Regions from separate parts of the Pan troglodytes genome. Here region 2 is linked to region 1. Evidence: chromatin contacts called from public HiChIP or PLAC-seq data. All regions are on one chromosome and are shown on one strand. Each heading gives the region's core, a stretch centred on a gene start, on an enhancer-like site or on the middle of the called end of the contact. The rest is flanking DNA. Distances are from core to core; before and after follow the strand shown. Region 1 holds the start of SNAI1 (snail family transcriptional repressor 1). Region 2 holds the start of PEDS1 (plasmanylethanolamine desaturase 1).

Region 1 (3,753 bases), core at 837-3,336:
TGTTGCTAGCTGATGCCAAACTTTTCCAAAGTGACTATGCCCACCGACCCTCTCGCCAGCTCTCACCTCCTCATCAACTCTTGATAGTGACCAAATTTTTCCTTGTTGTCCTTCTCATGGGCATGAAATGGCAGCTCACTGTGGCTTGGATTTGCCATTTCTCTCTTTACTAAACGAGGCTGAGCAGTTGGTGAAGTTGCTGCTGAAACAAAGAATGAAAGGAAGCCAGCTTGAAGATCTAGGAGCAAGAGACGTAGAGAAGAGGAGGAAGAGCAGCAGGTGCCAAGGTGGGAAAGGTCTGGGATGTTGGAGGAACAGAAGGAAGGCTGGGGGCGGGATCCTTGTGCATGGGGGAGGGAGAGAGGCTCAAGCCAAGGTCAGCTGGGGTCAGAGCAGCGGGGCCGAGTTGGCTGAGAAGAGGACTTTGGCTTTTACTCTGAGACAGGCGCATGGGAGGGTTTGAGCAGAGGAGGGGGTGATCTGGCCTCACTCTGGCTTCAAGCAAAGGATCCTGATTGGAGCTAAATTGACACGGGACAGGGAGTATTCCGCTTAATGACTGCTTACTGCTTCTGTCCCCCGCCTACTCCCCGCTCTCCAGCTAGAACCAGGGGAGGACGATTTTGTTCACGGCTGTCACACCCGGCACCAAGTGACTAAACAGACAGTAGTTCTGCCCTTCAGGTTGGTGGTGGTGGTGGTGTGGGGTGCTTATAGGTTTTTATAGTCTTCCTTCACAGGTGGAAACAAGAACGGTGAGACCTGTGAGGTTTATTTCAGCGCCACCCCCGGGCCTGGTACGCCTCCCAGGGAAGCTGGGGTGGGGGTGCAGCTGCCCCTCACTTGGGCCCACCCCACATGCATTCAGTCAGGGCCCCTATGGAGCCGTGTTACAGCCTTTAGACACAGGATCGAGGATCTTCACGGGGTGAGGAGACACGCCCGGCCCATGCCTTCTTTCTCCCGCCAGCCTACAGGGATCTTTTTCAACGAAACTCTAACCAGGTCCCTCCTCAGCTGAAAATCCTTCGGTGGCTCCCCAGTGCCCTTGAGGCAAAGTCCAAACTCCTACGAGGCCCTGGGGCCCAGCACATCTGACTCCTCCGGGCATGCCCATCCCACCCCATCCCTGGAAGCTGCTCTCTAGGAGTTACTCTGAAGCAGTTGCCACTTCTTACCTCGGGCCTTTTCCCTTGATAATTCTTCACTTCCTCTGGGAAGTCACCCCGACCCCCTGTCAGGTGACCCGCCTCTTAACGGTCGCCGCGTCCCGTCTCTCCCCCACCAAAGCACACTTCCCTTTGCATTGTAATTATCTGTTTACTTCGTCTGTCTCCCTCACTGGACCAGGAGCTACCCTTCGGGAGAGGCTCTGAGTGTCCTGTCCGGGGCTGTGCCCTGGCCCCAGGTACAGTGCCCCGCACGTGCTGGGCGCTCCGTAAACACTGGATAAGGGAAGGAACGGGTGCTCTTGGCTAGCTGGGCCAGGCTGCTTTGCAAAAAGTCCGTGGCATTTCAAGCCGCCGAGAGCCACGTGCGGTGTCCCTTTCCTCGCTTCCTCCCCAGCGATGTGCGTTTCCCTCGTCAATGCCACGCTCTCCAGGCGCCAGCCGGGCGGAGGAAATTTCCGCCCCCTCCCAAGCCCGAGGCGGGGGCGGGCGTCGGAAGGTCAGGTGTCCCGGCCGGCGCACAGCGCCAGGGGGCGTCAGAAGCGCTCCGACCACCGGGCGCTGAGCCGGTGGGCGCGCGGCGCCCTGCCGGGGTCCCACCTCGCAGGGGCCTCGCTTCGCTTGACGTCCCGCCCCGGACAGCCCCAGCGCGGGGGACGACTCGCGCTGCGCCAGCGAACCCCGCCTCGGAGGAGTCCCCGCCCGGGCTCTCACCGCCACGCGGCGCGAGCCCGGCCGGCCCCCGGCGCACCTGCTCGGGGAGTGGCCTTCGGCGGAGACGAGCCTCCGATTGGCGCGGAGGTGACAAAGGGGCGTGGCAGATAAGGCCCCTCCCCTCCCACCCCCCTGGAGTATTTAAGGGAGTTGGCGGCGCTGCTGCATTCATTGCGCCGCGGCACGGCCTAGCGAGTGGTTACTCTGCGCTACTCCTGCGCGAATCGGCGACCCCAGTGCCTCGACCACTATGCCGCGCTCTTTCCTCGTCAGGAAGCCCTCCGACCCCAATCGGAAGCCTAACTACAGCGAGCTGCAGGACTCTAATCCAGGTGCGTTGGAGGGGTTCTGGGCTCCAGGAGGTTTGGGGGAGACAGGCGAAGGCTGCGTGGGGGGCACCTGAGGGAGGCGGCCTGCCTGAGCCAGGATCGAGTCACAGGATGTTTTGTGGACCATTGCGGGCTCGGGAGACCGGGCAGGTGGGTCCCCAGTTCCGGGGATCTGTCTGGGTGGTTGGGGGAGTGCCGTGTAGAGGGCAGGGGTCTTGAGCTTGGGGGGCCTTTGTAGCCGGCGAGAGGCGGAGGAGCTCCGCAAGAGGGGAAGGAGAGGAGGCCTGTGTCAGGAGGGCCCTCTGGACGCTGCTGGGGAGAGTCCGGAGTCCAGAGGGTTGAGGGGAGGGGTGGGGAGACGAGATGTGTGTGAGGAGGGGGATTGGGGCAGGGTGGTGGCTCCGGGGCTGGGATGATGGGGTTCTGGCCTCAGGCTGGAGACTGGGGACTTAGGAGAGGGAGATCAGGAAATGACCTCCTTCAACTGGGGGTCTGTGAGAGACTCAGATTGGGTGACCTGGGCGAGGACGGCAGGAACCTGGTCTGTCCTGTGGATAATTTTTTTGATCTAATTATGTATTGAGAATCGGCCCCACCCAGCCCCTGGCCAGCGGTGGGCTCATGTTTGTTGATTGAGTGAATGATTTAATTAACGCCTGACTCTGCTTTTTCTCCCTCAGAGTTTACCTTCCAGCAGCCCTACGACCAGGCCCACCTGCTGGCAGCCATCCCACCTCCGGAGATCCTCAACCCCACCGCCTCGCTGCCAATGCTCATCTGGGACTCTGTCCTGGCGCCCCAAGCCCAGCCAATTGCCTGGGCCTCCCTTCGGCCCCAGGAGAGTCCCAGGGCGGCAGAGCTGACCTCCCTGTCAGACGAGGACAGTGGGAAAGGCTCCCAGCCCCCCAGCCCACCCTCACCGGCTCCTTCGTCCTTCTCCTCTACTTCAGCCTCTTCCTTGGAGGCCGAGGCCTATGCTGCCTTCCCAGGCTTGGGCCAAGTGCCCAAGCAGCTGGCCCAGCTCTCTGACGCCAAGGATCTCCAGGCTCGAAAGGCCTTCAACTGCAAATACTGCAACAAGGAATACCTCAGCCTGGGTGCCCTCAAGATGCACATCCGAAGCCACACGCTGCCCTGCGTCTGTGGAACCTGCGGGAAGGCCTTCTCTAGGCCCTGGCTGCTACAAGGCCATGTCCGGACCCACACTGGTACGTGCCCCTCCAGGCGCCCCCCACCGTTGCTCTCTCTGGCAGCTTTTGTGAATCTGGGCTTGCTGTTCTCATTCCCAAAGTTGTGGACACTGAGGCCCCGAGTATTCTAACTTCTAGCTCAAGTTCCAGGGCCTGGCTCTCTGGAAACGTTTGGCAGAAACTTTCTTCATCAGCTAAGCAGATGGGCAAAGCAGACACCTTCCCAATCCCCTGCAGCCTGTTTCTCAGCCAAATGGGTCGGAGCTGGATATGGGAAAGGTGCAACCAACACCTTGCTGTGGGGGCCAGGTGTGAAGGGGCCCACCCGGCCACACCCTCTCCCGGGTCCGC
Region 2 (3,753 bases), core at 723-3,222, 170 kb after region 1:
ATCACGCCACTGCACTCCAGCCTGGGCAATAGAGTGAGACTCTGTCTCAAAACAAAACAAAACAAACAACAACAAAAAACCACACAACAGGGAGTGCCTACTGAATGCCAGTGGACGATCTCATTTCCACTTCCTAACACAAAGGGGCAGATAAACTTTAACTTGCAAGGAAACCAAGAGGAAACAGAGACGGAAAGTGGCTTGGACCAGGTCATACAGCTGAATAACAGAGTCAGGATGTTAACCCTGGCCTACCCCCAGGAGAGCAGGAGGTTTTAAGTCCATAGGCTGGGTGTCTTGGGTATAGGCCTGAAGAAACCATAGCGGCATGGACCAGGTGCCCAAGTCAGGTGTGAAAAATCACATACAGAGAATGGAGTGGTCTAGGACCCAATGAGGAAATGCAAATGGTCCGTGGCCATGCCACCTTTTAAGGAAGAGACGGCATGGAACCCAGGCCAGTGAGGGCAGAAAGCTAAGGTGCTAGTGACCCCAGGCCCACTCCAGGCAAGGGCTGCATGTGGTGCTTGGTGGCTGCCCCACAGAAAAAGGAAGGATGTCAGGATATTTGACAAACAAAGCTTCATTCCATGGTGACACCCAGGTAGAGGTGCCTCCCAGTCACCTGAACCGGGAGTTCTCAAAGGCACTTCCTTAACTCCTGGGGATATAGGGCCCTCCTGAGGCCAAACAATAAAATTCCTAGGGCTCACATAGGAGTCACAAAAGTGGGTGTAGGGGGAGTGCTTGCTGGAGCATATACAGTGAGCAAAGCAGGAAGAAGCTAGGGAGAAACCGTGGCCTGAGGGAAAGGGACAGAGAGGGAGAGGTGAACTCCAACTTATGATCTGGTCTGGGGAATATGGGGGTTCCAGTCCCAAGTCCTAAGGAAGGGGCCAATACATGGATGTGAGGGAGGGGCAAGAGCTAGAGTTGGGGCTTATGTACAGGGGAGCTTACAGTGGGGTACATTCAGTCCCCTCACTGCCTGGGATCCAGGAATATGGGGCAAGGACTGATGCTCACCACTGGAGGGTTGGGGAGAGGATATCGGTCTGTAGCCACTGAAGCTATCACTAGGATGGGGTTTTGGGGGAAGGGTGTGGGGGGTACCGTGCAGCTGGAAGCCCCTGAGTTAGGGTTCCCTGGGCAGAGGGGCTGACATTCCCAGGTTAGGGAGGTGAGGTCATTGTTTGCAGCCCAGGGCCTGGGCTAGGGCACAGAGGAGGTACTAGGATGTAGATTCCAGATCTGGGGAACCCAGGATGAGGTGTGACTTTTAGGGGCCTGAGGGCAGTGCTTACAGCTGAAGGGCAGCTTTGGGCTTGGACGGGGTCCTGGGGGGATGAAGGGGTGGGGTTCTAAGTCTGGGAGCACTCTTCACAACCGAGAATGCCCCGGGGCTAGGATTCCGTATCTGCGGGTCCGATGGGAGCTCCGTTTGTCGCCCAGGGAGCTTATGGTAATTTCTTGATCTGGGGAGTGTCTTTGCAGCCAGGAAACCCCGGGGCCAAGGTTCTGGCTTGGGTTCGGAAGGGACACTGGGGTGGGGTCCCCGAACTTGCTATTTGCAAGTTAGACACCCGGGCTGGAGTTCCGCATCTGGGCCCGAGGTTGGGACTCCAGTCTGGGGTCGCTGTCCGCAGCCGGGGCTGGTGACCGCAGGCCTGGAGGGGGGCCCAGAGGTCTTACCTGGCGAGTAGAGCGCAGCCAGCTCGCGGGCCCCGGCGTGCTGCGCGCCCCAGCGGCAACAAGACGCCTCGTCCTCGTCCAGCTCCAGCTGCTGGCCCGGCCCGTCCTCGGCGCCCGCCATGGCCACTCGCCCGATCGGCCCGGTGCGCTCTGCTGGCGGCGGCGGCGGCAGGGCCGCGGAACCGCGGCTTGATCACGCCGCCCAATGACCGCCCAGCGCCGGGCGCGGCGGCGGCGCGGGCGGGGTCCTCGCCCGGCGCGCGTCACAGCCAATCGGGGCTCGCGCCGGAGCCGCGCAGGCCAATCGGACGTCGATGAGCCGCAGCCAACCGCCGCGAGCCGGGGGCTGGGCCGCAGCTGGACGCAGCTGGGCGCGGAAGCTTGGGGCGGAGGCGCGTGCCCGCCTTCCCAGCTCAGCCCCGGCAGGGCTCCCGGCTCCAGCCCACTGGGAGCTCGCAGCGCGTCGCCGCCCAGCTAGGCTTCGGTTCACGGGCCCATGCAATGGGCCGAGGCTGGGCCCAGAAATGGGCATTTCTTGAGCCGGCAGCGTTAAGCGCCCACTGTGTGCAAGGAACGCGAGGGCAGGGCGCCGGGCTGGGGCCGAGGCCAGGAAGCATTTGGCGGGTGCTCTGTACGATGCTCCCTAGCGAGGCCGATGGACAGTGGGCTGGTTTATCAAGCCCTACTGTGTGCAGAGGTTTCGGGGGCCATGTGTTCATCAGCTGTGTGCCAGCTCTGTGCTGTGCGCCCAAAGAGGAGAAACGTCGAGCCTGCCCCGCATCCTCCCCAGCTCATGTTCTCCCGGTGGCGAGGACAGTAAACTAATGAAAATGACAACTAGGGTCACTATGAGATTTGCTGAGCGCTTAATATCTGTCAGGTGCTGGACCAAGAGCTAGACGAGCAACATTTATTTGACTCTTAAACACCAATGGTATTGCCTCCTCAGAGAGCCCCACCACCACCACCCTGCTCAAAGGTGCCCCCTCCTCCAGTCACTGTGACATCACCCTGTTTTGTCTTCACAGCGCTTCTGGTGGGGATTGAGCTTGCAGTCCCTGTCTCTCCTATCAGAGAGCAAGCTCCTGAGGGCAGAGAACAGCTTTGTTTACATCAGGGCCCCCGTGCCAGGATCGGGGCTGGAACATGGTAGAAGCTCAATAAATGCTTGATGAATGAATTAAGGCTCAGCCGGATGCGTCTAATACTTCGGCAGATAAATGACAGCAGCAGGGATTTACCCCAGGTCTAACCGACAACAAAGTATGCAATAATTTCTCATAGAAATTCCATACAGGCGGCCGGGCGCGGTGGCTCACGCCAGTAATCCCAGCACTTTGGGAGGCCGAGTCGGGCGGATCATGAGGTCAGGAGATCGAGACCATCCTGGCTAACACGGTGGAACCCCGTCTCTACTAAAAATACAAAAAATTAGCTGGGCGCGGTGGCGGGCGCCTGTAGTTCCAGCTACTCGGGAGGCTGAGACAGGAGAATGGCGTGAACCCGGGAGGCGGAGCTTGCAGTGAGCCGAGATCGCGCCACTGCACTCCAGCCTGGGCGACAGAGCGAGACTCCGTTTCAAAAAAAAAAAAAAAAAAATTCCATACAGGCTGGACGCGGTGGCTCACGCCTGTAATCCCAGCACTTTGGGAGGCCGAGGCCGGTGGATCACCAAAGGCCAGGAGTTTGAGACCAGCCTGGACAACATGGTGAAACCTTGTCTCTACTAAAAATACAAAAATTAGGCAAGCTACTTATCCCAGCTACTTGGGAGGCTGAGGCAGGAGAATCACTTGAACCTGGGAGGTGGAGGTTGCAGTGAGCCGAGATGGCGCCATTGCACTCCAACCTGGGTGACAAGAGTGAGACTTGGTCTCAAAAAAAAAAAAAAAAAAAAAAAATTCCATACAGTGAGATCACATAGGAGCCTCCCTAGAGGCTGTGGAAGGTCCTGAAAGGTGCTGGGGAAGCAGAGAGGGAAGGTAAGATCCCCTTCCAGAATCCAGGTTCTCTGAAGGTTTAAGTCCTGGATTCCTGCACTACCAGTCACCCCAGGGCTGT

The links. HiChIP or PLAC-seq counts read pairs in DNA pulled down with a chosen protein or histone mark.
Region 2: an H3K4me3 HiChIP or PLAC-seq map of stem cell-derived excitatory neurons shows a contact between it and region 1, with 4 times the contacts expected there. The contact joins the promoter of PEDS1 here to the promoter of SNAI1 in region 1.

The regions. Positions count from the first base shown.
Region 1 is chr21:56,265,683-56,269,435 of NHGRI_mPanTro3-v2.0_pri, forward strand. SNAI1 (snail family transcriptional repressor 1) reads left to right here and starts at 2,087. Exons shown (of 3, transcript XM_009437412.5): 1 at 2,087-2,215; 2 at 2,893-3,420. The coding sequence starts at 2,134.
Region 2 is chr21:56,439,376-56,443,128 of NHGRI_mPanTro3-v2.0_pri, forward strand. It overlaps PEDS1 (plasmanylethanolamine desaturase 1), which reads right to left and starts at 1,973. Exons shown (of 6, transcript NM_001205079.4): 1 at 1,693-1,973. The coding sequence starts at 1,813.